4 separate regions of the Gossypium hirsutum genome follow, and all the other regions are linked to region 4. Evidence: chromatin contacts called from public Hi-C data. All regions are on one chromosome and are shown on one strand. Each heading gives the region's core, a stretch centred on a gene start, on an enhancer-like site or on the middle of the called end of the contact. The rest is flanking DNA. Distances are from core to core; before and after follow the strand shown. Region 1 holds the start of LOC107927789 (phytochrome A-associated F-box protein). Region 2 holds the start of LOC107926893 (U1 small nuclear ribonucleoprotein A). Region 3 holds the start of LOC107926652. Region 4 holds the start of LOC107927068 (60S ribosomal protein L22-2).

The links. Hi-C and Micro-C count contacts between places; a contact is called where the count stands out from the background.
Region 1: a Hi-C map of leaf shows a contact between it and region 4, with 2.4 times the contacts expected there. The contact joins the promoter of LOC107927789 here to the promoter of LOC107927068 in region 4. A contact is called at or near these places in 4 of 34 Hi-C or Micro-C datasets (leaf and petal).
Region 2: a contact with region 4 is called in a Hi-C map of leaf, with 2.9 times the contacts expected there. The contact joins the promoter of LOC107926893 here to the promoter of LOC107927068 in region 4. A contact is called at or near these places in 9 of 34 Hi-C or Micro-C datasets (fibers, hypocotyl, leaf and 2 more).
Region 3: a contact with region 4 is called in a Hi-C map of leaf, with 1.6 times the contacts expected there. The contact joins the promoter of LOC107926652 here to the promoter of LOC107927068 in region 4. A contact is called at or near these places in 5 of 34 Hi-C or Micro-C datasets (hypocotyl and leaf).

The regions. Positions count from the first base shown.
Region 1 is chrA08:16,760,282-16,763,580 of Gossypium_hirsutum_v2.1, reverse strand. It overlaps LOC107927789 (phytochrome A-associated F-box protein), which reads left to right and starts at 2,035. Exons shown (of 2, transcript XM_041074767.1): 1 at 2,035-3,299. LOC107927694 (NADH dehydrogenase [ubiquinone] iron-sulfur protein 5-B) reads left to right here. Exons shown (of 2, transcript XM_016858832.2): 2 at 562-876. The coding sequence ends at 663.
Region 2 is chrA08:17,070,747-17,074,238 of Gossypium_hirsutum_v2.1, reverse strand. LOC107926893 (U1 small nuclear ribonucleoprotein A) reads left to right here and starts at 1,257. Exons shown (of 5, transcript XM_016857870.2): 1 at 1,257-1,599; 2 at 1,688-1,860; 3 at 2,211-2,304; 4 at 2,858-2,949; 5 at 3,452-3,492. The coding sequence starts at 1,515.
Region 3 is chrA08:17,168,050-17,171,695 of Gossypium_hirsutum_v2.1, reverse strand. LOC107926652 reads left to right here and starts at 2,152. Exons shown (of 1, transcript XM_016857574.2): 1 at 2,152-3,022. The coding sequence starts at 2,372. The coding sequence ends at 2,899.
Region 4 is chrA08:16,935,043-16,938,392 of Gossypium_hirsutum_v2.1, reverse strand. It overlaps LOC107927068 (60S ribosomal protein L22-2), which reads right to left and starts at 1,257. Exons shown (of 3, transcript XM_016858070.2): 1 at 1,047-1,257; 2 at 705-949; 3 at 1-180. The coding sequence starts at 934. The coding sequence ends at 36. LOC121205551 (small nucleolar RNA SNORD14) reads right to left here and starts at 572; the gene lies at 449-572.

The DNA of each region.
Region 1 (3,299 bases), core at 786-3,285, 180 kb after region 4:
CTCATAAAACTACCACAAAGTCCAACTTTCTGTAATATATGGAAACAGTATAATTTATGGCAAAAAAGTCCAATATATTCTTTATCAAATGTTGTTTAATGGGTTTCCTATGGCAGCTGGCAGCTGGTTTGAGTACTATCATGAAAGATAAATAAGCTTCATGTATATTATTCATTTTGGCTTTTCTCGTTCTCTTCTCCAACTCTAAGTCCTATTAGATTTGAGACTAATCTATGCTGAGTCAGGAGCGTTTAAAGGTAACGCCCTCCCAACAATTACACTTTCTAGGGTTCGATCTTATGTTCTCACCCTTAAGGGGGGAAGGCCTCTACCGCTTCAACCAACTTGTTGGTTCCAAAAACCCTGTTAGATGTGAGCTTAGGTCAATGGTAAAGAAAATCAGACATTTTATATTTCGACATGGCCCCTCATAAATTTAGATCTCATGATTTCATCCCATGATTCGTGGTGGTGACAACAACGTGGATGTTTGATTCAATGGCGCTATGATTCATTTCATATATTGACATCCATTTTGTTCAATGTTGATAATTATTGCAGTTTCAGCGAAGAAATAGGATTTACAAGGAAGAGCAACGAAAAATAAGAGCTGCCGCACGAAAAGAAAAGGATGGCGGAGATGGTGTTCACCATCATGCATGATGATAATTTGTGATCATTCAAATTTCCAAGAAAAATAATGCATGGAGATTGTTGTATTTTTGTTGGATCTTTCCTATATTTCCTGTTCCTTGGAATGGAGACTGTTGTTTTGAGCCCGTGCAACAGAGGCAATGGTTAATCTTTCATCACTAGACCTGGATGTGACAGCAATATTTGCGACTTTAATTTTCAAATTCTGAGAATTTTATTTTAGTTCAGCTGGAGCATTATTGTTTAAATCGAATTAAACTGATTGGATCAGAACTGATTGGATCAGAAATTGATTGGGATACTAATTTGGAGAGAGAGATTAAACTGATTAATTTGTAAACCGGTATGAATCGATTGAATCAGCTTCAGAATTAGTTCTTTTAAAAAAAATTTCTTTTATGAATTTTTAATAATAATTTATTTAATTGAATTGATTGAACGGTAACCTATCCTGTTTTTACTATGAGCACATATCCTTGTGTGACATGGATGTCCTCCTTAGAAGCAAGCGTGGTAAAAAAAGAAAAACAGATCATATTTCTATGAGTTCATGATGATTATTCATTTTTTATATTGATTGCTTATTTATAAGGTGAGTGGAAGATTAAGGAAAAAAAGAGAGCTTATTTTAAGTTACTTTCCTCAGTTTTAAACAAAATTTTCAGAATTGAATCGGTGGTTGAATCGGTCAAGTAATTAGTTTGAGCAGTTTGATTAGTTTATATAATTTAATTACATTAATTATTAAAAAAAATTATAAAAATTAATTAAATATTGACATGTCATCCACGTGTATGTCGCTATGTCAACAAAGTTAACAGAAGCTAAATTTTTCATTCATTTTGGATGATTTGACAAAAAATGTAAATTTAAAAGTTAAAAAGATAAAAAAATTAAATGAAATTCTAAAATGATCTTTTTATATAAAGTTAAGAGGGCCAAAAATAATAATAATTATGCCTAAATTATATTATATCATGCGATAAACAAAGAGATGTAAAATTTTTATTTTGGATCAAATAAAAGAATTTTATTTATTAAATTTTGAAAGTTATAATCTTTGAAATTTTTTATAAATAATTTTTTTTTAATTTTATTTGATTGAGTTTGGATCTATTTTTTTTTTAATTTTATTATTGGCTTCAAGTGTTATTTGTAAAGAAATTAAATTTAATGGTCGTTAAAATTATAATACCTTATTTTAGGGTTTTTAAGTAAACCTAATCCCGATTTATAGGCGGTTATAATCTTAAAACTGATTTGGAGAATTAACTTTTGTATATTAATCTTAAATTTTAATAAGTTGATCATCAATTAGAAATTAGTTAACAGACTACTAGATTTAAATATTCTTTATTTTTAAAGTTGTATAACAGAAAACGATGGACCTTACGGAACACGATGGCAATGATGAAGGCAAACCAGCGAGTAGATCAACAAAGAAAGTTAGAATACGAGAAATCGAGGAAAATCAGGATGTCGCAATGGAAGCTACACAAGAAATTGGAAAATCTCTTTCTTGGAAAGACCGACTGATGGGCAGAGGGCTTTACTCGAATGAGAAAACAACAATCGCAATAGGTTTGGACGAAGATGAGGACTTTGAGTTATTGGAAGAAGACGTGGAACGTTCAACAATCGATGGCATTGCTTCGATTAAATTTTCTGATCGAATCAACCAAATCCTCATTAAACACATGGAATTCACAGTAGTAATTAAACTATTGGGGAGAAATATAGGTTATAATGCACTGCAAAACAAAGGTAAATTCGCTTTGGAAACCCTCTCAACCATTCCGGCTAATGGACGTGGAAAACGGGTATTTTCTAGCAAAATTCAAAAACTCAGAAGATTTTGAGAAGGCGTTGTGCCAAGGGCCTCGGGTTATTTTTGGTCAGTACTTAACAGTATAACCATGGACTATAGACTTCAACCCCATTCAACCGTACCCAAGCACAGTCATAGTTTGGATCTGACTTCCTAGATTACCTGGCCATATGTATAAATGGCAAGTTCTACGAGAAATCGGGGCGACGATCGGAAAAGTCGTAAAGCTTGATTTCAACACCGATAACGGTGTAAGAGGAAGATTTGCGAGGATGGCGGTTTTCGTTAATCTAGACAAACCCTTGATTTCTCATGTTATGATCAATGGTTTTACTCAACGAATCGAGTATGAACAACTCCTAATGGTGTGTTTCCAGTGTGGGCACTATGGACACACAAAAGAAATATGGCCCAAATGAGAGAAGGGATTAGAAGGATTTGGAGAAGGCAGTCCAGGAGATAAACCGAAACAGAGTCTCACCATGAGGGAAAATAAAGACGAGAACTCCAGTCGCGGTGGCTACGGCCGTGGATGCTTGTTGAAAAAAAGGCAAGAAAAACTGGCAAAGTAGGACGGAAGGTTGACGGAGGAAGCACAGCCGGGGCAGAAAGGAACTCAAGATTCCAGGTGTTGGAAACCCTAGATGACGATGGGTCTTCCAAAGCCCATGAAGAGGAAATAGAAAGTGGTACTTTACATATCCAACCAGGCCCTATCGTGTTGGGTCCAGGAAGAAAAGATGGCCCTATGCACAAGGACCAAATCTCGCACCACACTGACGGGTCAAAATTAAGAACCCAAGCTACAGACTCCTCT
Region 2 (3,492 bases), core at 8-2,507, 140 kb before region 4:
GCCCATTTCTGTAAATAATTTAGGAAATAAGCCTTTATTGGTACTAAACACACTTATTAAAGTTTCAAATAAAAATTAAAAATTATCTCAGTTCAAATGGTAAATGAAAAAGTTTTATATGTATAGTGTCCATAGTTCAAATATCATTATGGATAATTTTTTATTGATTTATATAAAAAGACAAAAATACTCTCACAATCATATAATTTACTTTGGAAATAAGATAATTTTTTTAAATAATTCTCTAACTAAATTAAATTTTATTAATGAATAACACCAACTCAATAAAAAAAAATCATAGTGTTGCCAGCTACTCCACTTTGCCTTACCCAAATTTAATCCATTTTTATCAAAATCTCAAAACACTTGAATAGAGATTGCAATTGAATGACGTATTGATAATTGTCTTATCCACTTTAGTCCACTATTCTTACATGAATATCCAAATTTATCTTTATTTTTATTGATATCCACTACCTCTATAATCCTTTTACCATATTTAATTTTGTTTTGTAGTATTAATATATCAAATTAATTATTTTTCACATTGTTATATCATATTATAAGTTAAGCATGATCCAATATTTATTAGACCAAGGCATTCAACTTATTTAGCAGCTAATCAGAGAACACTTGACCTAACAACCACCTATCAATATTTGGTAATCTTGCCTAGAAGTATCCCCAACAATCAAGATTTTAGGGCCAACAAACTTACATATATAAACACGAGTTTGATTACGAAACTTCTCACCTTTTATCTTATTTCTAAATTTATATTTTATTGATATCAAATAGAATAATTACTTGTTAAAACATCAAAGTTAATTAGTTACTAATTTGAAAAAAAATATTACTTTACATTAATTACATATAATAAAATTATATTATACGTGACATTTATTTAAAATATTTTAATTATCATTTGAAAATTTTTCATCGTGATATTTGAATCAATAAATTAATGCATTTTAATTATACCCAAAAACGTTATTTTTAACGAATCATTGCAAATAATAGCATACTTTTTTTAAAAAATAATTAAATATTAGAATAAAAAATCATTTAGCTTGAAAGGAAAAAATAAAGCTTTTGATTTGATAATGAATTGATGTAAAATCTATGAAATTACTCAAAAAATTGACTTTCCAGACTTATTCCTACAGAGATTTGTGGATCCTAATTTGGGATGAGACTTGGACATGCTTATTATGTTGGTATCTTAATCTTAGAGATTAGTAGATGATTCTCGTATCTATCATTTTAATGGTTACTGTCAAAGCGAACCCTGCCCAAATACCCAAAGAGCATGGCCATTGGCCCTAATCGAGGAAAAGTGATCCATCTCAGCCCAATCTTATCTCAACCTTTCCGGATCTTCCCTGTCAACTCTTCTGCAACCGATTAGGGCAGTTTGACCCTAAAAAAAAAAAACCCAAGTTAAACCTCCGTTTTGCTCGTCTCACTCATTCATTGCTGCTTGATTGTGGTTAGAGCTTGAGCCAGGGGGAAACATGGCGGAGATTAGTCAGGATGAAGAAATTCCTCCCAATATGACATTATACATTAACAATCTCAACGAGAAGATCAAAATCGACCGTACTTATTTCAATTCTTTATTCAAATTAAAATGGATTTACATTGATTTTTTCTTCTTACTTTTTTTTTCCTTGAATGATGTTTGCAGAGTTGAAGAAATCGTTGCACGCTGTCTTTTCACAATTTGGGAAGATATTGGATGTGTTAGCATTTAAAACTCTGAAACATAAAGGTCAAGCTTGGGTTATTTTCGAGGATGTTACCTCCGCTACCAATGCTCTTGGGCGAATGCAGGGCTTTCCTTTTTACGACAAGGAAATGGTATACGCAGTATTTTTTTTTTCGAATTTTTTCTACCTCTGCATATTCGACAATTTTGTTTCTTCTGGGTTTTCAATTGATTTCTTTGTTCAGATTCTTCTTTTATATTTGACTATATTGGTTTGTTAGCCTTTTGTTGTTAGTGGAAAATGCATCAAATGACTGGGTTTCTTTTACTATGTCGAAAGTAAAAAAAAAATAAAAAATCAGAAGTATATGAAGTATTTATGGACACCAAAGTGGATTTTCTTTGTATTCCGGTGATTCATGTTAACTGTGTTCTCTGCTTCCATAAAGCATTAAAACCTTTGCTACTGTGAATAATGTATGTAACGTGCAATTATTTGCAGAGAATACAATATGCAAAGACTAAATCTGACATAATAGCAAAAGCAGATGGCTCTTTTGTCCCCCGAGAGAAGCGAAAGAGGCATGACGAAAAGGGTACTTTCCACTTTTTCTTTCACCTTTGGTTAGAAACGCTAACAATTGAGCAAGTAATATCGGTGTTGTTGCATGCCATTGTCTATGTATGTGCATGCAATTAGTATTGCTACAAATGTTGTTAATAATAGATTCTTTACTTCTACTTGGATTTATAGCCTTGAGTTTTTTAGACCTGCCTTCTAATTTTGCATGGCTTACTATTGAGATGTTGCTGATCAATTTGACATGCCCATTTAGATGCATTATAAATTGCCTTAATGTCAAAATAAATCTCCCTCCTTCAGCTCCTTCCTCTTCTGACTTTTATTTTCTTTTGCCCCACCAATTAAGTCATTAGTTTTGCCGGCATTGTTACCTTTGGTGCACATTAAGGTGTTGATGGGGAAGTAAAACTCAGCACTGAAATGTACTGTTTTTTCAGATTAAGCCTGTTTATAACCCCTATTTCTTTAACTTGTTGATAGCTCTGATCTGTGACATACAGTTTTAACTTTTTGTGTAGTGCTCTTTCTTTCACTTCTGTAGAGATTTGTATCTTGTCTAAATGTAGGAGGGAAAAAACGGAAAGAACAACTTGATCCTAATCAAGCTGCAGCAGGTTTGAATCCATCTTATGCGGGTGCTTACGGTGCAACACCTCCTGTAAGTTATATGAAATATAGTACCTTAGTATGTGATTTAAAATGTTTTTGCTCAATCTATGCTATCCAGTTGAAATTAAACTTGCTTAGTATTGCAACCATATCCTTGATATGTACTGCTCGGAAGGTTATATGTTTTAGCCTTTGCAACATTTATAACTTCAGAGCTGCTGAAATTCAGTTGTTGCAAACTTCCTGCTGGTCGAAAGGGTTGGAGAGAGTTGTTTTTATATGATCTACATGGTACTTTATTTTATGCTTTATGGTGTTGAAGTTGCATATTTGTTTGCTTTCATGGATATTGAATGCTAATTGAACCTGGCCATTCAGTATTATGAGACTCGTGGTGGCCAACTTGGATGTTTGAGATTGGATACTACAGAATTTTAATTGAATGAAAAATGGTCCTTTACTTGATGGCTTTCCTTGAACAATAATATTATTACATAATTCTCCTGAAGAAGTAGGTTGAACATTTATATGTTCCTCACCATTTGCTGCAGCTATCACAAATACCCTACCTGGGTGCTAGACCTATAGTTCC
Region 3 (3,646 bases), core at 903-3,402, 230 kb before region 4:
ATCAAGAAGACCGAACAAATCGTAGCCACAAGGAATGAGCCAGATCTGCTGCTTTCATTGAACGAACGAACCTTCATCCAATTTGACAACCTCATGCCGAGGAAAAGAAGTGACCACTCGATCACCAAGAAACACCGAGCCATTAAGCTCAACAGAATCAGATTCGACAGAATGCGTGGTAGCCATGCCCGAGAATCACCGAGCGACTGATACCATGATAGAAATCTAGTAAGCTAACAAATTCTTAAAGAAAACTCTACAAAGAAGAGAAGAAGATTTATTCAAAATGAAATTAAACTTTCTGCTTACTCTGTATTCTGCCCATATACACGTTTATATACACTAAAGAAAGCCTTCACTGCTGTTAACAATTTACCAGTTTGTTAACTGCCTAACCACCTAACTAATCACACATTAATCACATGTGTATTCACATATTATAACACTAATATATTACCTGACTTTACACTATATTGACCATCAATAGCAAAGAGCGATATAAGTTTATCTAGGTGATGATGATTGAGACTAATCAAGATTTGCTATATCTATTCACAATCACTTGGTGAAAACAAACATTCAATCAATGGTCTGTTCCAAGACCACCCATCCACATTAAGCAAATCAAAAACTCAAATATTTTTTATACCAAGTAACAGAAGCGAATCAACATAAAAATTATCATCATTAATAAGCGTCGAATCATGATAAACTCTAATATCACACCCATTACCAACTCTCTATTGAATTCCGATATGCACAATATGACGTGTAACAATTAAACTTTGTCAAATAAAAGATTAATTGGTAACCTCATCAGCTTCAAAAAGACTACAACTCGAAAAATATTTAGCCTTAAAGAAACGACTAACTAAACTATTTGGATTTGAAACCAATCCACAACCTGCTTTCCCAATAACGCCAAGGTAAAACAATAAAAGTCTATAAATCCTATGTCGCCCCACTTCTTAGGGACGCATAGACGATCCCACATCGTCCAGTGAACTCCTTTACGACAATTTCAACTAGAACCCCCACCAGAACAAGTTCAACATTCTATGCAACTTAGCACATAAAGGCACAAGCAACAAAAACACACTCATGTTATACACGAGAACACATTGAGTAACATTCTTTATCAAGACCTTTTTACCTACCCAAGACAATAGCTTATTTTGCCAATGAAAAATGCATTTACTAATATGCTTCTTGATAAAAGCAAAGGCTTGCCACTTGTTACGACCCACCAACGAAGGAAGCTCGAGATAACGCCTATGATCAATAGGGCTATTAATGCCCAACATAGATTTAACCGAATCTTGAATGGTGCCACTAGTGTTTGAACTAAACATGATTCCTGACTTCACAAAGTTAATTGCTAGTCCTGACGTCGTCTCACAGAGTATCTCCTTACCACTGTACATTCAGAATCAGTGGCCCAAAAGAGCAAAAAATTGTCATTAGTAAATAAAGTGAGAAATATTGAGACATCGTTTACAACTAATATACCATGCAATTCACCTTGTGATTTTGAAGATGGTGTTATTTTATTCTCTAATAATTGATAAATAAATAAAATGTAAATCAACGAAATATAAATTATTTTGAAAAAAAATGTTTTTAAGGGTTAATTCTATAAAAGGTTTTCAAACTATCATTCAAATTTTAAATGAATTCTTAAACTTTAAAATATTATAATTGAATTCTTAAAATATTAATATTGTATCAATTAAATCTTTCTATAAGACTAATTATTAATTTGTTTATTAAATGCTACAATGAAGCACATTGAAAACACACAAATTAAATTCTACTCATTTTATAAACAAATTGAATCTAAAATATGAAAAGGGGCGTATCATTAAAATTTAAAAGGATTTATTTTATTTTATTTCTCAAAGAATCTGTTGGAATAAGTCTAGTAATTAATCATCAGTATTCTGTAGGTCTATTAAAGATAGATACTAAAAGAATTTTTTTTACATATTAAATAATGTAGTAATACATGATGTATTTTAAATGTAAAATGGACTTAAAAAATTTGATTAATATAATATTGATTATTAAATGATTAATATAATTAGCCAATTAACCCTGTTAAGCGTACACAAAGAATAATAGCTTAGTCACCGCTTCAGAAATTTGCGTCCCGATTTGTCTCATTTCCGGTTAACAACGTGCTCCAAGACAGCCAAATACCATGTGGCCCTTTCCTCCCTTAAAGTCAATCATTACTCATCACTCATCACTCATCACTCATTACTCATTAACCAAAGCGGCCAACCCCCCGACACGCACTCGGTAACAAGGCATCTCCTTTCCCCTCTTCTTCCTCCACTGTCCTCTTTCGCTGCCTAACCCAAACAAAGCAATGGCTTTCCTTCCGCCCACCGCCACTTTCACAGCCGCCCTCCTCCTCCTCTTCCTCCACACCCCACTGGCCACGTCATCCCCCCTCAACCTCACCGGCGACTCCCTTTCACCCTACGAAGTCCTCCAAGGCTACAACTTCCCCGTTGGGCTTCTCCCCCAAGGCGTCTTAAAGTACAAATTAGATGAATCCACCGGTCGGTTCCATGCCTACTTAGAGGGTTCGTGTAGCTTCTCACTGGAAGGGTCTTATCAACTCAAATACAAATCCACGATCAGCGGGATCATCTCCAACAACAGGCTCAAAAACCTGAGTGGGATCAGTGTCAAGATCCTGTTTTTATGGCTCAACATCGTGGAGGTTGTTAGAGATGAAGATGAGCTGGAATTTTCGGTGGGGATTGCATCTGCTAGCTTTCCTATTGACAACTTTTACGAGTGCCCACAGTGCGGCTGCGGATTGGATTGCGCTAATAGTAATGGGAAAGTAAGCAAACTTAGAATTAAGTCTTCTTTTCCTTCAATTTAGAGGAATTTGTGGGGGTAGAATAAATTAACTACAGAGGTTCATGAAAAACGGATTTGTATGAACCTTGGTTTAAATTGAATTGGGTTTTTAGTTAATCGAAATTGATGGACTCAACTTTTTTAATGGGTTTAGACCTTGAACTCATATTTATTTGTTGCTGTTTATGTGGTTGGTATTGGTTTCATCCTTTAAATGCTTGGTTTAGGGAAGAACTGATCAACCACACGTTAGTGATATGAGCAAGATAAAGCAAGATAATGTAGAATAGGTTAAAACATTAGTGCAACCCTTATTAATGCTACGAGCCAGATAGTTTAGAATGCTAAGACCATGTTAAACAGATCCCCATCCTGTTATTCTGCATTCTACTATAGAAGTTATTCACAAGATCATGTACTCTAAACAACTTCGGAACAGTGATTTCCTGTAACTATTAAGCTATGTTGATAAGATTCGTGGCTAAGCATCAAATATCGGGTATGAGTACAACACAGGCAGGTTGATGTTTTTCTAGTCTTTTTTCAGATATATATACTTCTAGGTTGATCTTAGTATCCTTATGTATCTGATATTTCAAGAAAAATGAAGAGTTGGAATGAGGTAAAGAGGGCAGAATGGAGGACTATAGCAGAGATCGCAATAGCAAATGCTGTGGGAACTGAAGTAGTCATTGAGGACTGGGGATAAGTAATATGTGGAAGTGAGAATTGTAATCAGAGCTTAGAATCACTATCCAAACTCGTTAAA
Region 4 (3,350 bases), core at 8-2,507:
GATAGGTAACAGAGAAAAGTAACTGAACTGATTGCTCATTCTTCCTCTTCCCCTTCATTCTCAGCAATATTGAAGTAGCGGAGTTCATAAACATTACGGTCCTTGTTGGAAGCAATCACCCGAAGCCAATCCCGGACGTTGTGCTTCTTCAAGTACTTCTTAGTCAAGTATTTAAGGTACCTAAAAACCAAGCAACCGTCAGCCAAAACTCAAATTAAAAGATGGTTCTTTGCCCTTTAAAACAAAGAACCAAATACCACAGAAAAAAGTGTACACAATCAAGGAAGAAACAATGCAAAAGAATTGTCATCATTGGTCATAAACCAAAACGCTTTATCTGTCTTTATCTAATAAAAGAAGTCATATCTTTAAAAGGATTCAATTAAAATTATAAAGCAAACAAAAAGCCATTCCCCTACTAAGTAAAGACGAGAGTATCAACTAGCAAGGCCTCAGACATCCAAGGAAGGATTAAAGCAGCAGAAGCTCTCAAGCCCGGCGAAGGCGAAAGCTCTCAGGCGGCCACTGCGAATGTTTTGAGAAACAAGCCTTAAAACTTGTCATCATCGACCTTAAATTAACCCTAAATCTAAAAGATTTCTGCCATTTTTGGTTGCTTAAGATTCAAACAAACTTTAAGATCTATATATACGAGTGGTTCAAATAATACAACCAAAAGATCAAAAGAGAAATGGAGAAAGTACCGCTTAGAGAAGTTGGAGTCAGAGGTAACGGTGATACGGGTCTTGTCGCGGGTGACAGTGACGGAGTCACCTAGAGCACCGGCTTTGCCACCAACCTTGATCCTTTCCTGAAGAAACTTCTCCAAAGAAGCGATGTCCATGATCTTATCCTCAACCGGCTTCGCACAGTCGATGGTGAAGGAGGCTCCCTTCTTCTTTCCCTTAGCTCCAGCTGCTGCACCACGACTCATCCTCACACCAACTCACTGCGTTTTCACTTGGTCAAATCAATTAAAAAGAAAAACAAGAGAAAGACTAAGACTAACAGCAGTAATAGAGGGAGAGCGAAGAGAGAGAGAGTACCTTAGCTCTGTATCTTCGTTATTGAAGACGGCGATGTCACAAATGCTTGGTGCAGAGGGTAAAGAATATATGGATTCCACACTAGGGTTTTTCAGTTTTGGAGTGTAAGAGTTGGGCTTTTTAGCTTGGCTAAGGTTTCGGCCTTTCTCTGCTTAAATGAAAAAACGGATACTGATGCGACCATCCAATGTAAAGTCAATTCTTATGGCCCAAATTATTCAGTGAATGAACCTGGATTTTAAATTGTGTAATTAATTCTAATAGTAAACGTGATATCGGTTTGGTAGGGTCGAATTTTTTTATATTTTATGAATCATCTATTATAATTTGGTTCCTCTTGATTTAGTTTTTGACTTTTTTCATATTAATTTTTTGTTTTGAATTTTTAGACTTATTTTGACAAAACATATTTTATTTTATAACTTTTAAATATTATTTAACAAAATTTTAAATTATTTTCACTATTTTAAATAAAAAATATTTATTTTTATATAATAAAAATTTAAATTATTTTATATTAAATAAAAAATAGAATTCGGTTCGGTTCCTATAACGACTCGAAATTCAATGGTGTGAGAAAATGCGATTTCAAAACCTAATTTTCATAAACCACGTCCGTAAATATTAAATAAAAATATTTTCGGGGTTATTATAAAAATATGTTGAAGTTTGACTGAACAATTTAACCGAAAATGTGATTAATTAAGCCTCAAGGACTAAATTATAAAAATTTAATTGTTATTAAATTTTAATTAACACAAGATTTGAGGACCTAAATAGAAATTAAACAAAGGTCCAAAATGGTAATTAAACCATTTTTAATTTGTTGATGGTGGATGATTATGTGAGAAACCATTAAGCTTAATTAGAAATTAAAGTTGATTATATTTAATTAAATCAAATTAATTAATTTTAATTAACTATATAAGTTAAAACTAGAGGAGAAAATAGTATCATCTCCTTCATTTCATTTATCTACCGTCCAAATAAGAAAGAAAAACCAAACGAAAGCTTTCGAAATTGTAGGTATTCAGCCATTAATTTGGTAAGTGAAATCAAGCCATTTTCTTGCAATTTTTATAGACTTGTGATCATGGAAGCTTGATTTAACTAGCTTATGTACCAATTTGGTAAATTGATAAGGTTTTGGAAAGCTTTCATTGTTGATTAATTGACGAATTAGGTTTGAAATTGATAGATTTTAAGCTTAGATTATTAAAAGGACTAAATTGTAAAGTTAATTTATCTTGTTTGTTAAGTTTGTTACATTGGGAACCAAATTGAATAAATGTAAAATCTATCATGAAATTATGTTATAAATAGAAAATATAAGGTCCCTAATGAAAATATATGAAATCAGATTTTAATCTGATGCTAGGAATCGAAGTTAAGTTTATCCTGAGTTTAGGGACTAAATTGAATAAAATTTAATATATGTGGGTTTGTATTTGGATGTGGAATGAATGAAATCTAATGTTTCTTTATTTATTGAATTATTGAATATAGCGACAACGACTTCAGGTCGTCAAAAGGGAAAGGAAAAACAAGAGACGTCGTTGAGTGATGCAAGATATCAGTTTGTGCTTTTATGATTCGAGAACAATTTGTTTCTTTGTATATTCACATCATATTTCATTATTGAATATCAAAGTGACTTAGTAACGATCGTATGAATTAAATTGCTATGATAGATATTGATTGCCAAAATAGTGGACTAATTTGAATGAAATAAAAATTATTATGATTTATTGGGAGTATGATATAAAATATGAGAATGAATTGAACATGTATATGATATGAGTTAATTGTGGGTTGATGACATTTTGATATGTGATTCTAAAATTTAATGTGAAATTATATATATATGAATTGGACTAATTTGAAATGAAATGAGATAAATGAATGTCATACGATAGAATAGTGTACAAGTTACGAAAATGCAAATGTGACTGAACACAGGGTATGACAAGTAAATAAGAATGATTACAGGTATGATAATGCATTTATGTATAAATGTTGTCTGTGTGAACCTAGTAAAAGACTATGATACAATTGGCATGTCAATAGGGTTATACGCACGCTTGACCAAAGATTATACATGTTATAATGAGATTTGGCATTTGTTACAAATTCTTGAGTTATATGTAACATAGGTTTAGCTCGGACGGGTAACCTGATGTAATTTTAGCTTGTGTGAGCAACTTAGTTCACCTGTGTATCCGAGTCAGTTTTACTATAATTCTATCAAGTGATATTTATCTTAATTGAAATAAGAACAGCTTGAAAATGTATTGAATATAAAAT